2 separate regions of the Triticum aestivum genome follow, and region 1 is linked to region 2. The links are chromatin contacts, called in public HiCAR-type maps. All regions are on one chromosome and are shown on one strand. Each heading gives the region's core, a stretch centred on a gene start, on an enhancer-like site or on the middle of the called end of the contact. The rest is flanking DNA. Distances are from core to core; before and after follow the strand shown.

Evidence for each region. HiCAR-type assays count read pairs that join an accessible place to other places.
Region 1: a contact with region 2 is called in a HiCAR-type map of leaf, with 6 times the contacts expected there. The contact joins the promoter of LOC123071744 here to the promoter of LOC123071743 in region 2. A contact is called at or near these places in 2 of 5 Hi-C or Micro-C datasets (both in leaf) and 1 of 1 datasets of contacts at active chromatin or transcription factors (leaf).

The regions. Positions count from the first base shown.
Region 1 is chr3B:686,983,071-686,987,676 of IWGSC CS RefSeq v2.1, forward strand. It overlaps LOC123071744 (RAN GTPase-activating protein 2), which reads right to left and starts at 2,343. Exons shown (of 2, transcript XM_044495330.1): 1 at 2,074-2,343; 2 at 1-813. The coding sequence starts at 782. It overlaps LOC123071746 (putative metallophosphoesterase At3g03305), which reads right to left. Exons shown (of 4, transcript XM_044495332.1): 3 at 3,699-4,606; 4 at 3,139-3,604. The coding sequence ends at 3,488.
Region 2 is chr3B:686,875,872-686,880,939 of IWGSC CS RefSeq v2.1, forward strand. It overlaps LOC123071743 (fructokinase-1), which reads left to right and starts at 3,810. Exons shown (of 4, transcript XM_044495329.1): 1 at 3,810-4,316. The coding sequence starts at 3,924.

The sequences.
Region 1 (4,606 bases), core at 1,093-3,592, 110 kb after region 2:
TTAGCAGCTTCCCCTGATATGCCATCGTTCATCACATATAGTTCTTCCAGGTTGCCCTGTGATTTTAGCAGCTCTGTGAATGCCCTCACACCCTTCTCGCCTAAAGCATTGTCAGAGATGTTGAGGTATCTCAGTACAGACCCTGCTAAAGCTTTGGAGAATATCCGCATCACATCAAGGGCTTCATCCTCAGGTCTTCCGGCAACAAAATCTGAAATATCTACCTCCTTGAGCTGAGATTTTATTGATTCAAGAATTGGCCCGGCAACATTGGCAGCACCAATACCAAAGCTCCTGTTGCTCAAGCAAATCCTGCTATATGAGTTTCCTGGTTCTGTTAGTGGACTCAGAAGTTCCTTTGCTTCTTCTGCCTCAATGAAAGCACGCTTGCCACCAGATATATCAAACACAGTATCAGCAGGCTCAATAGGTGTATCAATAACAGGTGCTTCTGGTTCCGCAGTCGTCCCCGGACCTTTTTTGAGGACTTCCAGCATCAGCTTGCTTGTTTCTTTTGCATATAGCTGGACAACAGAACTCCCATCACCATCAGGCTCCTTCTTGAAATGCTCATCTGCAGAAGCAAAGCACATCTCTTCAATCCTTTTGGCATTCTTATGGGCCTCTTCTTTGCCCAAAAGGCCATACTTGCGAGAAAAGATTGACTCAGAGGACAGGTTCTTGGTCATCCTCTCTACAAGCATCAGACGAGTGCTTTCACTCGGTGGCCACAGTTTGATGGAGAATGTCCGGGGCTGGAAATCTTGCGCCGCTGAAGCCATGTGGACACGTGGCACTTCACACAATAACCTGCTGGTAAATCAACAAGTGTAGGAATTAGCATGATCCCAGATTACAGGAAGTAATGGAGTATTAATAAGTAAACAATGAAATTAGTGGAGCAATTGAAGGGCCTGTCCCTGAGGGTACCCAACACTACTATCACCAAGGATACAACAAAACACCAAGTAGTAAAACATAGTTAAGTCTACAGTTGACAAACAACATCGTCAATTGGTAAAGACAAGCATTTCGCTGAAAGTGATCGTTTTACATAGGAAATCAATGACACAACTGGCAGTTACTCCCTCCGTCCGAAAATACTTGTCATCAAAATGGATAAAGAGGGATGTATCTAGAACTAATATACATCTAGATACATCCCCTTTGATTCATTTTGATGACAAGTATTTCTGGACGGAGGGAGTACAACATAACAGGACTTCAACCAAACACAAGAAAAAAATTAATGTGTAATGTTACTACGGCTGTGTTTGGTTCAGCTGTGTGTCAGCAGGAAAGTAGCTGTGGGCTGTGTGCTATGAGAAAGAAGTAAAGTCATTTTATAACTAGCTGTCTGAACTGTGGAGCATAAATGTCCTGAATAGCACTGAAGCCTTGAGAGATTCTTTACATGCTGTTTGACAATAAGGATCCAATTACATGCTGCTTTAGCTAAAAATGATGAAACGATCATGTAGATAATTAACACACTGCCAGGTAGATTTGGTCCATGGAATTTTCGAGTCGATTGGCATGATGAAAACGAAAGCAGATTACCAGGGTTTAGATAACTGAGCAGACTAATGAAAATAACTAGTACTGTACTAATATGCACCTAAATTGACACCTAACTAATTAAGAATCCAGCAACATTGGCCACTTAGGTTAGAACTAAGAGCAAGCAAGTAGTACTCTCTGTACTCAGAAATCAAACCAGCCGTACATGTACATACGCGGGACAGGACCGTACTACTTGTCTTCCGCTAGGTTGCAGAAGAAGAACAAAACAGATTGGTAGCTTGGTTCCGACAACTGCATTACGTAGTAGCTAGGACGCAAAACAGCACATACGCAGGCACGCCGTACACGCATCACAGCGCCCAACGCCCGTGCCATCAGGAAGAACAACGGAACTGCGCGGCGGGACAAGCAGATTCACAGATATCTATTTCGAAATCACGAGGTAGCAGATCTGAGATGCGATGCGAGGGGCACATCGATCTTGTCGCGGGTCTAGGGGGGATTCGCGGGGCGAACAGGGCATGGAGACCCGTGCTCGCGTTTCCTCACCTTGGATCCAGACGGCGGCGAGCGTGTACTCGGGGAGGGGGGACGGCCGCGGCGGCGTCGGCTTCGGGCTCGGGGCTAGAGGCGGCCGCTTCCACCCGAGGCCAGCGACGTCGACCGGGGGCGGAGGCGGCGCGGCGAGGCGCGGCGGGGAGGGTGGAGACGGCTCGCCGGGAGATCGCCTTGGGTGGGGGCGGTGTCAGGGGGTAGCGACTGGGAGAGGAAGATGCGGCGGCCGGCGGAGCGTGGGGTTTGTGTAGTGCGGGGGGTGGGGGCGTAGGGTTTCTGGACACGGTTGCGGGCTGCGGGGTGGCTCCGTGGCCGTCCGATCCGGGGGTTCGAGGAGCGGGGGGCGACGCTCGGCCGGACGATCGACAGGAGTTTGGGGAGCGTGGGGTAAAAAAAAGAAAGGCGAGAGCGCCCGGGGCGATCTGGATTTCGAAATTCAAATCTGCGCGGACTCTGCCTGCCTGCGGCGGTGTTGCCAGGGCGGCGGATCTATCATTGTCTATCGCGTAGGCACGTGGCGCGATGATTTCTTTCATTCACTCAGTGCTTTGTTTGGCAAAATTTCCCCCTGGTCTCATTACCACGACGGCAAAAAGTGACGATCGGGTTTTCCCATGTAAGCACAGGCGTCAAAACACATACGCCATCCGTCCGGAATTAGTTGTCACTCAAACGGACGTATCTAACACATGTCCAGACAGAGGGAGTATACATAAGACGTTTTGGCAGTTCATCCCTGAGAGTGTAACATCCAGAGAAGGTCGGGTTTGGCCAGTTTACCCCTGCTCAAAAGACGATTGTCAGCCAATAGCCAGAGGAGAAAACCTGTAATATGGGAGGAATTTCCATTCTCCAGCTGAACTGAGTGTACGGGCATAATTCCCCCTACAATTGACAAGGGAGTACAAATGACTGAACAAAGAGGGGTGCAACATCCATTTCTGAGATTTCTTGATTCTACCTAGCAAAAAAAAAGAAAAAAAACTGCTCATCATAGGCATGCTAAAGCTTCCATGGGAGGTGAGTCGGACGACATTACCATCCCAAACATCGGACACGGAATGGTGTTGCTCATTGCAAGGGCTCAAAGAATTTCACCCAGTGTTAATAAGTTCTTAACTCCCTAGTTCTGAAGAAATGACGCGTTTAGTCTGTATAAATTATGTCCAGTACAATGCTGACAGTGTCTTTATGCATGTTAGATAGATGGTCTAACAGATCTACTCTCCAAAAGAAACAAACAAAAAAGTAGTAGCGAGTGACCCGGCCAATAAAATCTTCAGCCGCGAGGTGCTCCGCCTGCAGTGCCTTCGCAACTCTGCCGAAATATAGCACGGTGCTTCGTCTGCAGTGCCTTTGCAACTCTGCCGAAATATAGCACGGTGCTCCGAGCAGGGCCCTGAAACAGCTAAATGGACAAGGTTCTGTAGACAGCAAACGCCATGAGCGCCGGTATGAAGTAGAAGAGCACCGGAGAATGGAGCAGAGGGTCCATGGCATAGGCCTTCATAAGAGCTCTGCACAGCTGCAAGATTGTGAAGGCGTCATCAGTATCTTCAGAGTAGGCATAAAACCGCATCACAGAAGATTTGCATGATTTTAAAAGGAAATAATAATACCTTCCAGTGTTTCCACAGAACCACCAAACAGAAAGCGATGAAGATTTTCCTTATCCAGCGACCGCTCCACAAGCTATCATGCCCTACCTCTCTCCTGCTCTTTTGGTGGGGATCATCTTTCTTCTTTCCTGACTGTGAGAGGTAGTGTTCTCGGAATGCAGTCCTCTCGGCAGCCATCGCGGCAAGAATCACAATCGTAGGCAATACCACAAAACAGAGGTGAGGTAGAACGATGACCATGACGTCTGGAGTGCCGGCATGGAAAGTTTTCATACCATTTTTAAGAGCCCAACCTCTGAATGTCATGGATGCGAGGCTACTATCCTCGGTTACAGGGTGACCAGAAAACCAAGGGAAGACCAACAGATAGATTATATACACCAACAGCAAAGACCACACAAGAATCATCCTGGACAGCTCAACAAAAAGCCAGATAAAACCACCAAGTAGATACTTCAGTGATGTATACTGACTACCGCCTGCACGCAGATATGTGTACACAGATTGTTGATCCTTAAGTAGCACTACTGAAGCTCGTGGCACAAGAAGCAGTGTGAAAATCAGAGCAAGAACACACTGCAGTGCGGGGTGATATACCGACGCCCACTGGATGCCCATCACGAAAAACTCCTTCCATGTCCAGTTAACTTCTGCAAACAACCCATTCACAGAGAATGGCCTCAACTGGCTGACACTAATGTCACCTGTTATATCCATCGCTTCGATTTGCAGCCAGTACCGATCTGGAGAAGGATCTGCAAATGCTCTCCAGTTCCACGGAATCAAATACATATCTCCTCTAGAATCATTGGCACTCACTCTTTTCATTTCGCTGTCGAATACCACTTCAAGGTTTCCTGGTCTTGAGTCATATATCTTTGCTAAGACAGTTACTATCTCATGTCGAG
Region 2 (5,068 bases), core at 2,560-5,059:
TCAGAAGAACATTTGTAAAAGAGAAGGAAGGATGCGTCAAGAGGCGTCACTTATGCGAAAACCATTTGAGGTTCCTTCACGACCTTGCGAAAGCGGTTTGCCTTAGCGGCCGCTTCCTCTCGCTTGGTCGCCGCGGCTGTGCTCTTGGGCTTCTTTGACCGGTTGCCGAACAACGACGATGCGGCCCGGTGCTTCTTCACACCGCCTCATGCAGCCGGCACGGCAATCGAGCTTGTGCACGCCCGATCGGACACTGGCTGGCGGCGCTGGACGGCTTCTTCGGCATCGTCATCAGGCCAGTCCTCGATGCCGCCTCCACCTCCAGAGCCGCCTGCCTCGCCGTCTCCGCCTGTCGTGTTGTCCTCGAGGGCGGCTGCCCCCAAGTCAGGGTCGTCCGTATCACTCTCTTCCCAGTCGAGGAGGAACTGATGCCCTGGCCCTGCGGTGCCGACTGCCGGCTGGAGAAGAGCGCCCTGTTGCGTGGCCGATTGGTCAAGACGGTCAAAAAGGAGCTCGACAACTAAAAGAAAACAAGACATGGAGACTTACCATTGGCGGTGGATCCGCACATGGATACGGCTCCTTGCCGAATCGCCATTCCTCCTCCGGGAGCTTGCAATTCAAAATGTAGTTCACCAAGTGAGCTACCTCCGAGTGCGGCATCTCCTTGGTGCACATCTGGCTTGGGTCGCGCTGCCTACTCATCTGGCATATCATGTGAGGCCGACCTTGGAGCGGAAGCACTCGACGCACCATGAAGGCAATCAGCAAGTCGGGCCGGTGAGGCCTTTCGACTACACCATCACCTTGAGCCGCGAGACGCGGCGGCACCAGCAACTGACAGCGTGTTGGGTCGGTACCTCCAATTGGACCGCCTTTCAGTCGGCGGGCCGGCTACATAAGCCGGCAGGTTGACCCAGTCGCCCTCCGGATGGACGCTCTTCACGTAGAAGTATGACAACTGCCACAACTTCACCGATTGTATCAGTGTGATGGAGGGGAACGGATTCTCGATAGCCGGACTCCGCACCGCAACAAAGGCACCGCACTGTGCCGGCACTCCCTTGGTGACGGTGCCAAGTGTCAAGTGGAAGAACTCTCCCCAGAGCTCGATGGTGGGGAGGACGCCGAGAAAGCCCTCGCAAAGGGTGACGGAGGCGGATAACAGCACCACCGTGTTCGGTGTGAGGTGGTGCGGCTGCAGTCTGTAGAAATCAAGGAAGGCGCGGAGGAAGCTGTTCACCGGTAGGCCGAAGCCATGCAGGAAGTGTGACCTGAAGACGACGCGTTCGCTCTCCTCCGGCGCCGGTGAGATCTCCTTCTCCGGCGCCAGGTGAACCCTCACGAAGTCCTTGCCGGGTAGCCGCCGCGTCCACCGGAGGAACTCGACGTCGTCCTCATGGACATTGGAGCCGTCCCACGCTCCAGCACGCGCCATGGGGTCGAAGAGCTCGACGGAAGATTCGCACGGCGAGGGACGCACGGCCTTGCGGCGTCGAGGTGCGGCGCGACAAGAAGGATGGGAGCTTGGTGCGGCGGCGGGCGACCGCAGCGACAGCAAGAAGAAGAGAAAGAAGAATGGCTAACGAGGAGGAGGGCGCGCCTGCGTCTGCCGCTACCCCTCCTCCCCCTACTTATAGCCTTGGAACGGCTAAGCCGAGGAGGCGGGGCATGGGGGACGTGGGATTAACTGCACCCACTCCCCCACAAACCCGCGTTTATCGCGCCAATAAAGGTGTGTATTGAACCGCCCCACAATATAAATCGACCGCCTCGGCCACAGCGGATCCGCGCGTGGGCCGAGGCACTGTAGTGGCGGGCCCCAGCCTGCGGCAACGTCCCGTCACGCGCGTGGGCTGGCAGACGGGCCCAGGCGGCTGACACCGCGTGGCACACGGACAGCGGGCGGCCGACCCGACGCCTGACGCGCGCGCCACCTGGTTCCCGCCTTCAGGCTTCAAATTCAACCAGACGGCACGTCTGGTTGAGGCTGGATCCGAGCCGACTGTTCTACAGAGTAGGAAGCTGCTTGGGCTTCTCATCCTCCGTTCAATCGCGAAGCCCCACCAGCTTCGGGGACTACTGTCGGAGTAAATGACCACGGGTAGCCTAACCGGCTCCTCGTGGCTCTTCAAAAACATCGGGTCGCGCCCCTCAAGCATCCAAGACGAAGGGCCGCCTTCCCGTGGCCGGCTGGGTCATGGCCGACTGCAGGAAGGCGGCAGATATCAATATACAAGCCCAGAGTGGGCCGACTCCTAGTAGGCGGCCACCAGAGTGGCCGACCTCTAGCAGGCAGCCACCAGAGTGGCCGACCTCTAGCAGGCGGCCCACCCCATGTGCCCTCAAAGTTCGCACCCACATAGCGGCGATAAGATGGGGCGTGGCTACAGTGAAGCATGCCACCCCGACTCCCGGAGCGGGCGTGGCCACAGTGCGTCATACCGGTCGGCCATCCCCCGCCCGGCGCGACACTGTTGCCACGTTGATCGTGATATCACCCACAATAGACTGTCAGTACGACCTGCAGGCGGCGGGCCCCTCTTGCCAGTGAGCCCCCACAAGGCGGCCAGGCCAGTCCAGTCAGCCCGAGGGGAGGCCGGCTCCCAGAAGCCGGCCAACCCTCGCCCTAGAAGTTCGTGCACCATAAGCAGATGAGACGGGGTAAGGCTACAGTGAACGCCCGCCAGACGGCAGCACTGTAGCCATGCTTGCCCCGACAAAGCCATCATCATCAAGGGCGAGGCTACAGTAATGAGCCACCGACAAGACCCCCAAGCGGTGGGCCCAGCCTGTCGACCAAGAGGCCGGCAGCCGGCGGGACCCACCACTCGGTGGGCCCCAGCGGCCGGCGGAGAAGTCGGCACCCACAAACACTGACGGCCTGGACCCGCATCCAGCCAGATTACCATTGTACCCCTGGGGGGTAGGCCTATATAAACCCCCCAGGGCACCCATGCAAAGGGTTGATCTCTTAGAGAAACACACACACCACATAGAGAGAAGAGGAGAGCTAGCCTTGCCCTTCTTCTTCCTTTAGCAAACAGCTCAAGGAGCCTCTTGTAGCTACTTACTGATTTAGTGATCACACGGAGATCCCGCAGAGCAGGACTAGGGGGTGTTATCTCCTAGGAGAGCCCCAAACCTGGGTAAGATTCGCCGGCGTGCATGTCTTCGCCTTATCCTGTTCCAGACACCGGCGATGTCTTACTGGCTCCCACTATGATTAGCCATCCTTGGGCATATGTTGCACCTACCACCCGACACGCGCCGAGAACCGATCGTGGCTCGGAGAAGGTTGGACAAAAATGTACGTAAAACCGAAGAAGAAATCTTGCATTATTTTTATTAAGTAGCAGTATCAGGAGACACAACATCTTCTCCTTTATTTATTATGGCTTTTACTCAGCCTCTCTTATCCATAACAAGAAGTTCCAACTCTATTTAAGGATGAGGCTGTTCTTACCGCAAAAGAAGGCTGGGACTGTTCTCACACCCCTTCTCCCTTATCCGTAAAAAACCCTATTTTTAGTGCTGGCCATTAGCCTAAAACATTTGTCTTGGAGAGAAATCCATATCCATCAGATTCAGTTTCCAGGATAAATCTGATCCTATCCAAGTTTTGACTAGGCAAAAGCTAGCTACTACCCTAGTTAACGGGCCAAGATTACACCGCCGTGCTCAATCAACGACCCTCGCCGCCGCAAAAACGCAGCCGCACAAGGCTCCGCATTTTCCCCCGTGATCCCCTCCCATCTCCCGATCTCCGGCCTCCTTCCCTCTATATAAGCGCCCGCCTCGCCACCTCACCAGAAGAAAATCCCCCTTCCATTCCTCCTCCCCTCCTCGTCCCCACCCTCTCTCTCTCTCTCTCCCTCCGTCTGTCCGTCCGCGCGCGCTCTGCGTTCTTGGGGAGGGAGGAAATGGCGGCAAAGCGCGAGCTGGTGGTCAGCTTCGGGGAGATGCTGATAGACTTCGTGCCGACGGTGGCGGGGGTGTCGCTGGCGGAGGCGCCGGCCTTCGTCAAGGCGCCCGGGGGCGCCCCGGCCAACGTCGCCATCGCCGTCGCGCGCCTCGGCGGCGGGGCCGCCTTCGTCGGCAAGCTCGGCGACGACGAGTTCGGCCGCATGCTCGCCAAAATCCTCCGCGACAACGGCGTCGACGCCGGCGGCGTCGTCTTCGACTCGGGCGCGCGCACCGCGCTCGCCTTCGTCACGCTCCGCGCCGACGGGGAGCGCGAGTTCATGTTCTACCGCAACCCCAGCGCCGACATGCTCCTCACCGCCGACGAGCTCAAGGTCGACGTCATCAAGAGGGTACGCCCCCGCTCCGCCCCCGAATCACCATCGTATCACCTACTACTAGATTCTCTCTCTTCCGTGCGATCTCGTCATACCGTTTCTTGCCCGTCCTGCAACCGCGCGTGATCTGGGGGAACCAGCTCGATCCCGTCGACCGTAGTAGAATGAATCTTCGCCCGGTTTCTTGGATCTGGACGCCAGCGCTAGGTTTCTTGTGCCGATGCGGTGCGCATTAGGTGGCGGCGGCTGGAGTTTTCCCTTGTCCTGTTCCTGCACCTAATAAAGGTGTCCTTTTCGTTTCGTGTAATTCGGGTGCGCCCGGGTGCTGAATCTTCCGTGGAATCCAGACATTCCTTGGCAAATAAGGCGCCTTTGGTGCTCGTCTTGGTCGGATCTTGTTGCGCCTTCTGGCTGGTACTTGTTCTTTTGCTGGATCTAATCATGTGATGCACCCTCACTGACGTGCATCAACTTGGGGGGAGACAAAATAGCTAATCTTAGGAGTGCCGTTGTGGAACAAATCATTTTTGTGGTTCTTGGATCCATCGGCCGGCCTGAGCTGGCCGGCCAAGTATGATACTTTAAGAACCCCTCTGATGCACAATAATTTAGAGTGTCTGCTTGTGACAGATAGATCAGTTCTTGTCTTGGTTAGTACTTGCTCCTTATGAAAAACATTTAGAGCAAAACTTATGGAAGACATTTGCATGTTATTAGGTGTTTTGTACTGTCAGACTGACGTAATTTTAGAATTGTGCATGTCAGGT